Regions from separate parts of the Mus musculus genome. Here all the other regions are linked to region 1. Evidence: chromatin contacts called from public Hi-C and promoter capture Hi-C data. All regions are on one chromosome and are shown on one strand. The core of a region is the stretch at or near the end of the contact, and the rest is flanking DNA. Distances in the headings are between cores, read along the strand shown.

Region 1 (2,790 bases), core at 172-2,671:
CGTCACCACACTATCATCAAAAACACGGGGAAAGACACTATAACAGGATTCTTAGCTACATAGGATGAAAAACAGAACTTGAATTATTATAATTACTGATAAGGGTATTAGTGCTTGCTGTCTTTATTCATCCCCACATTGCTTACTGTAGCTTTTTCTGTGTGCTTCAGATACCTTGTCACATTATGAGGTCTTTGCAATATTCACATCTTAAATAGCACCTCACTCACTCTTTTAACAGATAAGGGGTTATATCAAGATAGCAATGTCTGTGTGTGAGTGACTCAAACTGCCATGTAGCTGCAGAAGACTCGAGGGGTGTGTAATATCACAAAAAATGTTAATGGGAATAAGTACAGATCAGACTATACCCATCTCTAGGAATACAGAACTAATGGACAGTGGTTGTGTAGATTAGATTATTGCTAGCTTTCCCAGATACTTTCTGGCCACCTTAGAAAGGTTGAATCAGCATGACACCTATCTACCATCATCCACGAAATCCACATTCATCTGCAGAGACCAACTTTTCCATGGACCCTAACTCGTCCTCGACTTTGTTCAAATGGATGTTCACAGAAGAGCACCGACATCCATCTACACAAGCAACCAAGGAAACAGAAATGCACTGGTGTGACGGCAGGAAGAACAGCATGAGGCATCAAGGTGCGCAGAACCCTTGAGGGGCACAGCAAAGCTTAGAGGGCTTGCACCACCGATTCTGTTCTCGGTTGGCCCGGGGTAGACAGGGAGGTCTGCGGAGGGCCCATTGGCAAACGAAGGGAAGGGTCACCTCCCTGCCGGCTGCCATATAGAACTCCCTGTGCAGAAGGCTCCTCGCTGCGGACCTTTCCTTTCCGGAGCGCTCACGAGATGCACCACAACCGAGAGTAGTAGGAGCCTTGCCTCCAACAGCCAGATTCAAGCCGGTCCAAGCCGGTCCAAGCCCACTCCTCCCTCAAACCGCACAGCTCACCCACCTGCAACTGCAGTCGGTGAAGTCTCCACCCAGGCCCAGCCTGTAAACTCCGGCTGCGATTGGCTTGTGCGACTGTCTCGTTAGCTCTTTCTCCAGAGTGAGCAGCTAAAACGGTTCTGAGAAACTCTGGTCCCGCCCTTTCCGAGGAGAGCGAGCTAAGCTCACAAGACGTCACGCCGTGCCGCAGAGCTCTGGGTTGACTCTGAATCTCCGCCCCAAACCGCCCTGCCGGCTTCCGTAGGAGACGTACAGGTTGGGGGCGAAGCTGCGTCAGGCCACGCCCCCACGCTCAACCCTGAACTAAAGGTGGGGGTGGGGGGGTCTGTGAAACTTCTAAGCCGGGCGTCCAGCTACTTCGCACAGACGCCTGAAAAGGGGTGGAGCCTGGTAACGTCTGTTGCGAGGTGCTGCCCCTTTGCGCAGACTCCGGAGCGACGGGGCGTGGCTACGTCAGCGTCTGCTCTACCTGGCTTGAGGATCAGCGGACCGAGCCGGTCGTATGGTGTTCCCCGCTAAGAGGCTGTGCGTGGTGCCATCCATGGAGGGCGTTCGTTGGGCATTCTCCTGCGGTACCTGGCTGCCAAGTCGAGCCGAATGGCTTCTGGCGATGCGGTCTATCCAGCCGGAGGAGAAGGAGCGCATCGGCAAGTTCGTGTTTGCCCGCGACGCCAAGGCAGCCTTGGTACTTGAGGCCTGCGACTTTTGGGAGGCGGGCCGGGCTGCGGACTCCCACGTGCGCTCGTGGCGTTGCGGTCTCGGAGCCTCCGGAGTGCGTGCGACCGTCTTCAGCCTTCGTATCCCGGAGGCCTGGGTCACTCACATCTAGTCTTCCCTTGTGAGGTTGCCTGTGGAGACCCTTACCCTAAAATTGGAGGCGGGGCCTATGGAGTAATCGTCTGTTTACTAATGAATGTGTTTATACTTTGAAACTTAGAAGCCATAAATATACTTTCTAAGCAGTGTACTTATGCGATTAGTAGATAGCAATACACACCGTGTGTTTTATGTCTGAACAGGCTGGTCGTTTGATGATAAGGAAATTAGTTGCAGAGAAATTGAATATCCCTTGGGATCATATCCGTCTGCAGAGAACTTCAAAGGGAAAGCCGGTTCTTGCGAAAGACTCGTTGAATCCATATCCCAATTTCAACTTTAACATCTCTCACCAAGGGGACTATGCAGTTCTTGCTGCAGAACCTGAGGTACAGGTTGGCATTGATATCATGAAGACTAGTTTTCCAGGTGATGGTTCACTTTTATGACATATTAAGTGTTTTATGTCTCAGATCTTAACTATTAGGCAGTTGTAAGTTTACTGGCAGTACTTAATTTACTGATAAAACATTTAACCAAAAAGGATGCATTTCCTTTAACTTTTATCTATAGAGACAGTAGATTCTATATTACTGTACCTTTTAACCCCTTTAAATTGTTAGCTACATTTTCTTTAGGTATCATCATTTTTCTAAGTATTTTTGTTTTTTTCTTGTTACAAAATAAGCGAGGCTGAATTACAAAGATGAGCTTCTTTAAGCTCATTGTTCTGAGTTCAAGGAAACCCTTGAGGACTGGGATAATAAGTTTATTAATGAAGGTGGTACCCGCTATGGCCTTGCAGTGCTCTTGTATTGGCAATTAAGCTTCAGCATGAATTTTTAAGAAGCCTTTTTGAAGCACAGCTCCAATGAAAGGACTTAATGGTATTGTTGAAGGCTTGTTCTAAAGTAACTGCTACTGTAGAGGAGTCAGGCTTATTTTTGTGAATAGTCCACATGGGTTTGTAGCTCTGGGGAAGCTTCATAGGAGCTTTT
Region 2 (2,790 bases), core at 78-2,577, 3.8 Mb before region 1:
ATGTAAATCTAACATCCAGTCAAATTTTGTGATTTTACACTGGGCTCCAACAAAAAGGCCCAGTTTTGGTCCAGATTTTCATTTATATAGCCATTAACCTAGTGGCTCAAAACTGTTTAATTTTCTATACAGAAGCCATTTCAATACACAGATCTCTTTTGGCATACCTTCCCAGGAGATTATTAAGCTAAATCTGGACTTCTTTTCAGGCCATTTTTGCTGTGATGGTCCATTTGCAGATTCTGGCAGCCAATCAAGGACCATAACGATCTTTTGAAGTGGGACAGCAGAGAGAAAATGACCTAAGTATCAAGAAATGGATGAGAGCAAGTGAGGAAAGAAAATTTCCACTTTGCAAAGCTTTTTTATCTTTCTTTTTCTCCTCTTCTCCCTCCTCTTCCTCTTCCTCCTCCTCTTCCTTTCACCTCTACAAGGGAAAGTAGTTTTGAAAAGAGTGATAATGGGAAAGGTCTCACCATCTAAAAGTTCACCACAGGATTCCATACCTAACAAATTATGCCCCAAATAATCATTTCCAGGCTGTCTGTAATATTTGCCCGTATCTAGGAATTTTCCATTCACTGTCTTTCATCTGTTAATACTCTCAAGAAAACACTCAGAAAAGGGAAGAGCCGAATCAAGCTCTAAAGTACAGTTCAGCTATGCTCTCTCACAACTGCGAGTCATCTGCCCAACTCAACTTGCCCTAACTTGCCTCAGTTTACTTCATCTCAGTTTAACCTCAATTCACCTCAGTTTACTTTAGTTAAGTCAGTATAACTCAGCTTACCTCATTTTACCTTCGTAAATGGTAACTCGCTTTAACCTCAGCTTGCATCATCTTACCTCAGTGTACCTCCACTTGTGTCAATTTCTCTCTGCTTAATTAGGTGTAATCTCAGTTTGCTTAAGCTTGATTGAGTAATTCAGTTAAACCTCAGCTCACCTCAAGTTATCTCATCACACCGCGGTGTACCTCAGTTTACCTCAGCTTCCCTCTGCTTAATTAAGTTTAAGCGCAGCTTGCCTCAGTTTACCTCATCTCATCTCAGCATACCCGTTTAATTCCGCTTGCCTCCGTTTATTTCAACTTCTGTTTACCTCAGTTTACCTTGGCTTACTTTGTCTCACCTCGGTGTGCTTCAGTGTACTTAGCTTGCTTTCCTTAGCTTGCTTCCATTTAACTTGGTTTAACCTCGGCTCGCCGCAGTTTACCTCAGCTCGCCTCGGCCGCCCCTTTGAGCGAGCCGGCCCCTCATTGGCCGCTTCCCCCTCGCAGCCCCGCCCCGCGTTCCGCCTAGTTTCCGTCGCGAAGGACGCGGCGTCGGTTGGTTGTCAAGATGGCTGCGGCGGGGTCGCGGCCGCCACCTCCGCCGTCGCCCTGCGAGGTCGCCGCCCTCGCCGCTGCCGTCGCCACTGTCGCCGGGGCCGCTGCGAAGCCAGGATTGCCGCAGCCGAGCCTGCGACGCCCGTGACGCGAGACCTGGGAGACGCACTGCCCGGAGCGCCGAGGAGAGGACGAGGGAGGCCGAGCGGCCATGCGGACGGCGCTGAGGTGAAGGATGCTGGCGGGCAGGCCCGGAGCCCAGAGCGCAGGCGCAGGCGTGGGCGCCGGACCCCCAGACGCGCCGGGCGCCCGTGACGGCGGCGGTCGGCCGCGACCCGGCGCTTACCTGTATCCTTTCCACGCCCTCCCCCTGGAGCACGCAGGCAAGGGCATGGAAACTGGCAAGTCATTTTCAGTGCGGATATTTGCTTTAGCAGTTCTCACCCCACCCCACCCCACCCCACCCCGACCTGAAGTTACACTTTTGTCTCCTACTTTGTGACCTCTTCCCCCTCCTTCCCACCCCCGCACTTCGACTTGGCTGTCAGATTTTTGTGGATTTTTAAATGCATCGGTCCTGTATTGGACGGGCGAAGATTCGCCTTTTTGAATTACAGCGTTACACCCTTTACTTACAGAGACGTCTTAGTCCTGCTCCTTAGAAAGAGAAATTGCCCGAGGCTAAAATCGTGGGCTGTTCCGTTTTACTTGTTAGCCGCACACCCTTCCCAGAGCTGGAGAACCCTAGTTCGTTCTGATCATTTTGTATCCCATCTCTGTCCACTCTGTTGTCACACAGACGAAAGGAAAAGCAGGGGGCACGAATCTTGACAATCTGGATTATTTCTGATTTTCCATGAGAAATCGTTGAATTTCAATTTGATGTTACTATTGGTAACATAAACATTGTGGAAATGTCAATACGCTTTGTTTTTTAAGTACATAAAGCGGGTTTATTCTTCCAGAGAACATTATGATAATTAGAATTTACCCTTCATAGTCTCAGAAGACTGGCTGGTGGTGATGATGTTTGCTCATGTTTTTCTCAGGAAATGGAGTCCCTTCCACCACTACCAGCCTCCCTCCACTTCCTCAGCCCTAGGTCCCACCTTCTGCTAGGATATGCTCTTAACAGTTTTAACAGCAAATCATGAGTTTTCATCAAGGGTCTCCTCTTCGGCTGACCCTCCTCTGGGCTCTAAGAATGCAGGTACGTTAGGGCTCCGTTAATGCCCAAATACTCTCTCCTCAGGAACTTGTCTTCCATCCCTGGGTCATTCTGAGTTCTGAACAGTAGCCTAGGCAGTAGCAGCTGCTAGCTTTTGTCTTCTTGTCATTCCTCTTGCTGCTTCCACAAACTGTCTTCTTTTTTTTTTTTTTTTAAAGATTTATTTATTTATTATATGTAAGTACACTGTAGCTGTCTTCAGACACTCCAGAAGAGGGAGTCAGATCTTGTTACA
Region 3 (2,790 bases), core at 122-2,621, 3.7 Mb before region 1:
TACTCCAATTCCATGGAATCTAATACCATCTTTTGGACCTCTGTGGAACCAAGGCAAAGACATAAACTCAGGCAAAACACCCAATACAAAATAATTAACTTAAAAAACACGAACAGATTTTTATCATTTTTGGAGTGATTCCAGATAGGCTCCTGATAGATAAAAGACTGACACACAGAGAATCAGGGGCTAAGGTAATCTCCATTGAGGTTCATTTCTTAGTCTACCCTGCATTGTTTACCCTTGTACTAAACACAAGAGGAAAACCCACAATGCTCCATGAGGTTAAACAGTGACTTATGTTTTGAGTTGAAGTTCCCAAAGAAATGTCAAGTTTTGGTGTTAAAAAATTGACTTTTCACTTAAAAAAAAAAAAAGTTTGCTGAGCAAGGTGCCCCACATTTGTTATTTGAGCCCTTTATAGGCTGAGGTAGGGGGAGCAGAAATTTTAAGCTAGCCTCAGTTATGTAGTGAATTGGAGGAAAGCCTTAGCTACATAGGAACCTGACTCAAAACAGCAAAATAGGGTAGTCAACATGAGATGGATGGTTCAGGGTACCTGAGCTCGATTTCTGGGACCCACAACCAAGAAGAAAACAGATCCCACAAATGGTCCTCTGACCTTCACCTGTGCTCACTTGTACATAATTAGAAACACAAAAAGGAAGAAAAAGGAAGGAGAGGGAGAAAGGGGGAGCGGAAGGAAGGAAGAAAGAAAAGAAAAAAAAGAAAAAAGAAAAGAAAAAGGACGAACCTATGAACCTACAAAAACCGGGCTAGCAGAGGCCCTGGCTTGGAATCCTAGCTGTCTGTGGAAGCTGTGGCACAAAGAGTTGGAGGATATCCTTGACTACAGAGTAAAGCCTGTTTAAAACAAAATTTAAAAAGTAATACTGTTTCCTTTTGTAAGGTACTCCCAGTGCAACTCCTGGTTTCCAAGCTTCACTTTGAAATCATTTGCACCCGCCCTCAAGTGTTTTGTTGTTTCTTCTTCAAACTTGGTGGTAAATGGAATCAATGTTAAAACGCGGACCGGATTAACCTTAGTGCGGGTGAACAGTGTGGCCTTTGCATCCACCCTACCAAGCCGGTTGTCCCGATTCCTCGCGGCCTTGGCGTTGCGCGCGGGTCCGGCAGGATCTGCGCCCGCAGCCGAGCGGCTCGGGGCCGGCCGGTGGGTGCGCACGCAGCGCGGTCGCCCCCGGGTCACGTGCGGCCGGGAGTCTGCAGGAATGTAGCGACGCGCAGGGAAAGTTTCCCCGGGGGCCGCGGGCCGCGGATTCGGTGCGGGCGGGCGCGCAGAGGAAGGAAGAGCGTCGAGGAGGCGGAGCCCGCGAGGCGCGCGGGCGGGCGCTCCTCGCAACTTTTTAGTTTGGGCGTCTGGAGCCAAAGTTTCTGTCTCAGTTGGGACGCCGCCGCGGCCGGGGGCAAAGAAAGGGAGGAAGGAAGGAGCTCGCGGAGGGGAGGGGAGGAGAGGGGAGGCGGCCTCGGGCAAGGAGTGCAGGGCGATGCGGGCGCGCGTCGCAGCCCCCCGAACCTGAGCGCAGTGCCCCGAGCGTCGAACGAGGCCGCAGCCATGGAGCCCGCGCAACAGCCGCCGCCCCAGCCGGCCCCGCAAGGCCCCGCGCCGCCGTCCGTGTCTCCGGCCGGGACCCCCGCGGCCCCGCCCGCACCCCCGGCCGGCCACCAGGTCGTGCACGTCCGCGGGGACTCGGAGACCGACTTGGAGGCGCTCTTCAATGCCGTCATGAACCCCAAGACGGCCAACGTGCCTCAGACCGTGCCCATGCGGCTTCGCAAGCTGCCCGACTCCTTCTTCAAGCCGCCTGAGCCCAAGTCCCACTCGCGACAGGTAAGGGTATCCCGGGGGCGCGGGGCCGCGTGGGGGTGCGGTGCTGGGGGTTGTTTTCGCGGAGTTGGCCGCAGGGGGGGTGCACAATGCGCGCGCCTCCGCTCCGCACCTTCGCTCTGACGAGGGGGAGGGGAGGAGGGGGAGGGGGCCGGCGTCTTGTGCGGGACCCCAGCCGGGGGTACCCGATCTCCCCTTCCCGCGCCACTGCAGTCTCCGGTGGAGCTGTGTTAACTGCCCTCTTGTTTTCGCGTGCCGGTGAGGGGTGGGGGTTGAACTGGTCCATTGAGTTTCTGGTTCCTTCTCCCGGTCCCCTCCCCCTCCCTCTCCCGAAAGCTTTTCTGTTCTCGCGGCCCAGGCGCTCTCCGGATGCAGGGTTCGGGCTCCCCAGCCCGAGCGAAGCTCCCTCGACCCCCCACTCGCCTCCGCCGTGCCCTGGAACTCGCGCGGGCGGGATCCTTTCACACTCGGTGGGCTCACGTGTCCTTTTCCTAAATCGTAACCTATTATTTACTGTTCGGCCCGAAAGCTTTTAAATGAGCCACGTCTGTGTGTTGCGCAGGAGCTCGGCTGCGCTCACGGTGCAGAGGTTTCTGCGCCGGCCTTTGATAGCGCGTTGCAGGTTGACTCATAGGCCGAGTTCTGCCCGGCTCAACTGTGATTAAAGGTAATGTTTGGGAAGCAATGACTAATTCCAAGCTCGCCATTGCTCTTTAACTGACTGCGGATGTGAACATGGCTGCTTATCCGTATCCACGACGCCTGGTTATTTTCCCAACTGGATCCAGCACAGAAGTGAAACCGTTTCAAAGTATTAACATTCCGATAGGTCCTGGTAGATTTCTTTAGTGTCGCTCCCCCCGCTTTTAATTACTTAATTTTTAAAGAACTTGCTTTAGGCTAAAGCAGCACAGGAACTTTGCCCAAAACTTAATTGGTTT
Region 4 (2,790 bases), core at 202-2,701, 3.5 Mb before region 1:
TTTCCAAGAAGTAGTGACTTGAACAAGGCATTGGCACATGTGTACCATTGGAAGTTTAGTCACTGGGAACCTTGGCACGTCTTTTCTGTGTATCAGAAACTGTCATGAATACTTTCTTTTTATTATCAGCATTTAGACCAGAAGACTGCCTGTTCTGTGACTGACCGACTTGCAGCAGAAATGACGGGAAAGAAAATGGGAAACGGTTCAGGGTCCCGGAATTCCCCTGGCAGCCTAATTTAGCGGTCTGTTTTACTTCTAAGTTTTTAAAATATTTGCCCATTTAACATGGAATTCCCCCGGAGAGAAGATCTGATTCATTCGTTAAGACCTTCAAGTCTAAAGTAAATTAAACTGTAGAAACCTCACTGGTAGTAGCCTACATTTCTAATCAGCACACTGGAGGCTGAGGTAGGATGCTAAATCCTCGGCTAGTCTGGGCCCTACAATAAAATCCTTTCTTAAACAAACAAATAAAAAAACTGCAAAACTAACCATAACAAATCATCCAAGCCAAACAGGGCCGCGGGGGTGGGGGTGGGGACATCAGAAAGTCCTACCCTGAATGCTAATGATTTTGCAGCACTTTCGGTACGGGAAAGGCAGCAGAGGGTGGGGGGTGGGGAGACAGACTGCTAGTGAACAATGAAGTCAGGGTTATTTTTCCAGTTTTAAACGTATTCTTCTACAATCTCATCACAGATATATAGTGCGCTTTAATCATACTCTCTCCCATTATACTGTTAACCCTTCAATGCCTTCCTCCAAACTAGTCCGCAGCCTTTTCCTTACTTTTTAAATTTATGGCCTGATGCGCTTAATTTGGGTCGCCTGCAAGAGCACTTTTTAAAAAAAATAATAATTTAAAAATGCATAACTACCTCCTCGCCCCAACTGGGTTTGAATTTCTAGGATTCGAGGTGAGCGCCACCATGCCGGCCTGCCAGAGGAGCCCACTTGTCAAAAATGTTAAAGCCCATCTTACAAAAAAACCAAATTATATTTAATGTACACGCACACGCGTGCATTCCGCTTTACTCAGGCGTTTCGAGGCCAGCTCACGAGCCTGAGCCGCCTTACCTATGACGCCACGTTTGCCTTAGTGCCTGTCTAGGACCCTTGCAGGGTGAGGCCGGAAAATACAGGGAGCTAGGAGGCGCGGCTCAGGGCTGCCGCCATTAAAGGTGCACTGCAGGTTAAAACACATGGCATCAAAGTCCGGAACGCCCAGCGGAGGCAGTGGGGCAAGGACGGACGCTCGGGAAAGCCTAGCCTTATTCGTCCGAGTCCCAGCGGCCCGAACGTTTAGCTTCCAAAGCCCGAGCACGCAGGCGCGAGCGCAGGCGCAGGCGCGCGCGACTGGCCCACAGCCCCACCCCGTCCTCCACGCGTTCCAACTTGCGGTGCGCGTCTGCTGACGTCACCTCAACGGCCCGCTGGCCGCAGGGGCTTTTGGGAAGGCTGCGGATCAACAATCAGGCGCCTCTGCTTCCAGGGCGCCGGGGGCCTGACTCGGTGGTGAGTGCGGCTGCCTTCGTCAGGACGGGCGAGCGTGGCTCTCGACGGCTGGGCGGGCTAGCTGACTCCTCCTTCGGCCCGGAAGGCAGTTCTCAGGGCCGCCCGACCCCCGCTCCCTGCCTAAGTCCTTGGGCTTGGACTTGTATAACAGTTTTGCTTTCTTTTCCTTTCGGTTTATTTTTTCAGTCAACCCAGGCTAGTCTCGAATTTGCGGCAATCCTCCTGCCTCCAATCGTTCTAGGTGCTGGGATTACTGGTGTGCAGCACCTCGGCTGTCTCTTCAGATTTTCTGCAGGTTTTTAAGCTTTAAGCCCGCGGCATTTAATGCCTTTAAACTAAGTTGTGCGGCAGGGGGATGACGGTTGTCACATCAGTTACTACTTGTCCCCAGTAGTCGTGTGAGAGGTTTGGTTTAACTGGGAAAGGTGTTCTCCATTCTTGTCTCTCCAAGCTACGTGTCGCCCCCCTGCAGTGGGCGTAGAGCCGTGTCGGTTGGGTGCTTGCTGGCGTTGTAACAGCTAGTGTAGTTAGGCCACACGGGTAGTGGTAGCTTTGTTCAGGCCACTGCTTTACCGGCACTTGTACTTTTTTGGTTTTGAGATGTTACCTGTGGTGGTTAGGGAATGGTTGTCCTTCACGGATTCCGTTTATGAGCTCTTCCCGGTGCCTTTATCTTGGCTAATTTAGCCCTGGCTAGTTCAAATGTTCTGTCCGGCAGGAGCGTTTCATTCCGCATCTGTCTTCCAAGTGTTGAGATTAAAATTGCAAGTATACCTCGGGAATCCTCAGGAAATATTTATATTTTAATATAATAGAAAATATCGTATATATTATTTATTTTATATTGTATTATAACTTAACATATGTTTATGTGTATAAATATATTTTATATGTACTTATATCTGTATTATATATTTCAATTAAATGTTTTAATAGAATATAAAAGTATATATAATTTTTTTCTTGTGATTAAACTTAGGGTTCTTTACCTGCAAGGCAAGTGCTCTAACATGGAGCTATATCAGTAGCCTTACAGACTACCTTTCCACTATTTATGGTGCCTTTTGTCTCCAGTGAAGTGCATATCAAAATATCTTTAAATCAGAAAACGAAAAGAGCCTGGTGGTAGTGTGGTCCTAGCACTTGGAAGGCTGAAGCAAGAGAATTCCAAAAAGTTTTAAAACCAGCTTGGGTTATATTGACTTTCTAGCCAGCCTAGTCTACAGAATAAGACCCTGTCCCTTAAAAAAAAAAAAAGTTCATGAAGTATAG
Region 5 (2,790 bases), core at 158-2,657, 3.5 Mb before region 1:
AGCAGCTGGGTAGGATAAAGGCCTCCTCCCATAAGCAGTCTAATATTTGCTCTAAGACAGAGTCTCAACATTCTTTCCTTAACTGATCTCAGAAGTAGTCCTGCAATTCCAGTTTGTCACTGGTACAAGTCAAAAGAGCAAACATAAAACATAACCAATCGAAGTGAAGAAGCCCTGTAATCCCCGAAGTAGAGTTAGGCATATCAGAAGTTCAAGGTTATCTTCAGCCACATAGGGAGTTCAAAGCCAGTTAGGGCTTCATGGATACAAGAGATCCTGACTCTACAAAACACAGTGAAATTCAGCACAACAGAAATAGGGTTGTTTAATTCACCCAGATTATTCCAGCCAAAGCAGGTGTTGGGCCTAAATCATCTGCTTAAGTAAACTCACTGGTTATCCCTTCATAGATGAGACTGAAAAACACAACAGATGACTGAGCTGAAAATCACAAAGACTTTGGTCATTTAAAGTTTCTTATCCTAGTTTACTATTTCCCTAGCGACTGGACTCTAGTAGATGACAAGGGACAATAGAATTTTCACAAACTCAGAGTTCTTCTCAAAGTGTTCAAAACGTCAAGGTTTCGAAGAGAAACAAAATCCCCAACACAGAAGGCTGTCAACATCATCTTGTTATGACCTTAATGATGACGTCGTAGGCTCTGGACCACAGGGACCTCAAGGCTGCTGCGTATGCAGCAGTAGTGACTACAGTCCGAGCACAAGCCTCATCTGCGCAGGGGAACAAGGCGCGTACACCCAAGGTTCCCACTCAGCCGAACTGGCCCTGGAATCCAACTTGAATTCTGGGAGTACCTTCAGCAGGAAGCTGTGTGGGTAGACAATCAGACCTGTTTTTGCGGCAGTTAGCGAACAAATTTCAATCTACAGGTCTTGCTACCAGCCACAGAACTACAGTGAAGAGGACCAACTTGAGTCTTCGGCTGAAGGGCCATCCCAGGGAAACTCAGCAAGTTCTGCACACCACGCCGGCTTGCCGTCCCCAAGCAGGGGAGAGACGGAGTCTCGCTCCGCAGGTGGCCCGCGGGCGAAGAGGGAAATGAGGTTGGGGTGGGAGTCTACCGTGGACGCGTGGAACTTTCCACGCGGACGCCGAACATGGAGAGGCAGGCCGCCGCAGTGCGCTTCCTCTGCGCCTGCCAACTTACCCTGAGCGTCGGTCGGGTCCTGCGCCGCCCCTAGCAGCGCCAGCACCTGCAGCACGCCCAGCAGCAGCGCGGCCCGCGCGCACAGCGCCATTGTTCCCAGGGCCCCTGAGCGCCCGCAGCAACCGCCCGGCGCCCAGAGCTGCTCTCCGCGCACGCGACCGCTCCGCGTCCCCTTCCGCCCTTACCGCTCCCCTGCAGACGCCGCCGCCAGTCCCCCCAGTGACCAAATAGGGATAGGCCAGGCGGCCTGGGGCGGGGCCAGGGCGTGGTCGGCAAAGTCAGGAGGGGCGTGGCCCACAGGAGGCAGGGCGGGGAAGAGCTGCAGGGCCAAGAGAGGGAGTGGCTCTGAGAAAAGAGGAGAGCCGGGAGAGGGCGTGGCTTACAGAGGCGGGGCAAGGGGGACAGGCCTCAGACGGGAGGGGCGTGGCTCTCTGAACAGTACTGAGGAGCGGATAAGAGGCGGGGCTCTCGGAGGCGGATGAGGTCGTGGTTTTGGGAGTGGCGTGGTCCGGACTAAGTGCTACGACAGCTGTGGCTCTATCTCTGACTTTCAAGGGGTAGTCGTCTACCAGGACTTCCTGAAGACAGGCTTTATTTAGAAGTTTTCGGGTGGGATTGGCATGGTTGCGGCGCGGAGTAAGAGAGGGAGTCACAGACTGGATGATTGCAGCCTCTCAGAGGAGTGAAGGAAAGTCAGACTCAAAAAAGTTTCAAAGTAACCGTCATGATCTTGGTACTCCACTTGTGCCTCCTTTTTTCTACAACTGGAAAAACATGTAGAGTGGGCGGTGCAGTTTGCAGACCAGTTGGAAACTTAGCACCTATAACCTAGATCCCTGTCTTCTAGAGTTCGCTGTCCCGACTCAAAAACAGCCTGTTGTAGTCTAGTTTTTTGGCAAAATCCCTCGTAAGCCCTAGGGCCAATGCTGCATTTTGATTCCACTCAGAATTCTAAAATTATGTGTCTAGTACACATCACTCAACTAACGTGGAAGATGGACACAGCTTCCACAGGGTATTGCAGCTCTCTAACACCTGATCCAGGGCATTTCAAAGATAAGCCTAAAACTTTGTTATGAAAAATACTTTTCGACTTCCACAAAGCTTCTTTGTTATAGATGTGTGATGATCATGGATTAATTAGGCCCGTTTTCTCTACATTTACAAGACATATGAAACTGCAACCAGCCAACCTGAAAATACCAGCATCTACCACGGGCTTTAAAAAACAGCTGTGTGTTTAGGATTTGATGGTTCTATTTCTGAAGAATCTAGCCAAGTGCTTCCAGGCATGGACTAGGAAGGATCATTCTGTATTCAGAATGAATGCTTGCCCTGACTCCAGTTTTTGGAACCCAGTGCTCAGTGTGGTGATTTAAAGAGGCGGGGTATTGGAGAAGCGACTGAGCTAGAAGAACAGGGATCTCAACAGTGAAATAAGTGCCTCATGAAAGTGGCCTGAGACCAGGGGCCTTCAACAGACACCAGGTCAGTTGCTGGCATTACCTTTGACTTCCCAAGAAGAAATGTTTCAAGAATACTGATGTAATCTAACCTTACATGTTTACACAGTTCCCTAGCTGGTGTAGTAGCGAAAAACTGTAATTCCAGTACTTAGG

Evidence for each region. Promoter capture Hi-C pulls out the DNA fragments that hold promoters and counts their contacts. A called contact is a pair of places that touch in the nucleus more often than the background predicts.
Region 2: a contact with region 1 is called in a promoter capture Hi-C map of pre-B cells. The contact joins the promoter of Cep126 here to the promoter of Aasdhppt in region 1. A contact is called at or near these places in 2 of 39 promoter capture datasets (embryonic stem cells and pre-B cells).
Region 3: a contact with region 1 is called in a Hi-C map of pre-B cells, with 5 times the contacts expected there. The contact joins the promoter of Yap1 here to the promoter of Aasdhppt in region 1. A contact is called at or near these places in 3 of 39 promoter capture datasets (cranial neural crest, maxillary cranial neural crest and pre-B cells) and 1 of 484 Hi-C or Micro-C datasets (pre-B cells).
Region 4: a promoter capture Hi-C map of the HPC-7 cell line shows a contact between it and region 1. The contact joins the promoter of Birc2 here to the promoter of Aasdhppt in region 1. A contact is called at or near these places in 4 of 39 promoter capture datasets (the HPC-7 cell line, erythroid cells, pre-B cells and 1 more).
Region 5: a contact with region 1 is called in a promoter capture Hi-C map of pre-B cells. The contact joins the promoter of Tmem123 here to the promoter of Aasdhppt in region 1.

Annotation. Positions count from the first base shown.
Region 1 is chr9:4,308,125-4,310,914 of GRCm38.p6, reverse strand. It overlaps Aasdhppt (aminoadipate-semialdehyde dehydrogenase-phosphopantetheinyl transferase), which reads left to right and starts at 1,421. Exons shown (of 6, transcript NM_026276.3): 1 at 1,421-1,661; 2 at 1,996-2,221. The coding sequence starts at 1,479. Kbtbd3 (kelch repeat and BTB (POZ) domain containing 3) reads right to left here and starts at 1,172. Exons shown (of 3, transcript NM_001164574.1): 1 at 981-1,172.
Region 2 is chr9:8,132,983-8,135,772 of GRCm38.p6, reverse strand. Cep126 (centrosomal protein 126) reads left to right here and starts at 1,327. Exons shown (of 11, transcript NM_001045524.2): 1 at 1,327-1,675. The coding sequence starts at 1,563.
Region 3 is chr9:8,003,177-8,005,966 of GRCm38.p6, reverse strand. It overlaps Yap1 (yes-associated protein 1), which reads left to right and starts at 1,371. Exons shown (of 9, transcript NM_001171147.1): 1 at 1,371-1,852. The coding sequence starts at 1,577.
Region 4 is chr9:7,835,718-7,838,507 of GRCm38.p6, reverse strand. Birc2 (baculoviral IAP repeat-containing 2) reads left to right here and starts at 1,451. Exons shown (of 8, transcript NM_007465.3): 1 at 1,451-1,518.
Region 5 is chr9:7,762,694-7,765,483 of GRCm38.p6, reverse strand. Tmem123 (transmembrane protein 123) reads right to left here and starts at 1,407. Exons shown (of 5, transcript NM_133739.2): 1 at 1,172-1,407. The coding sequence starts at 1,262.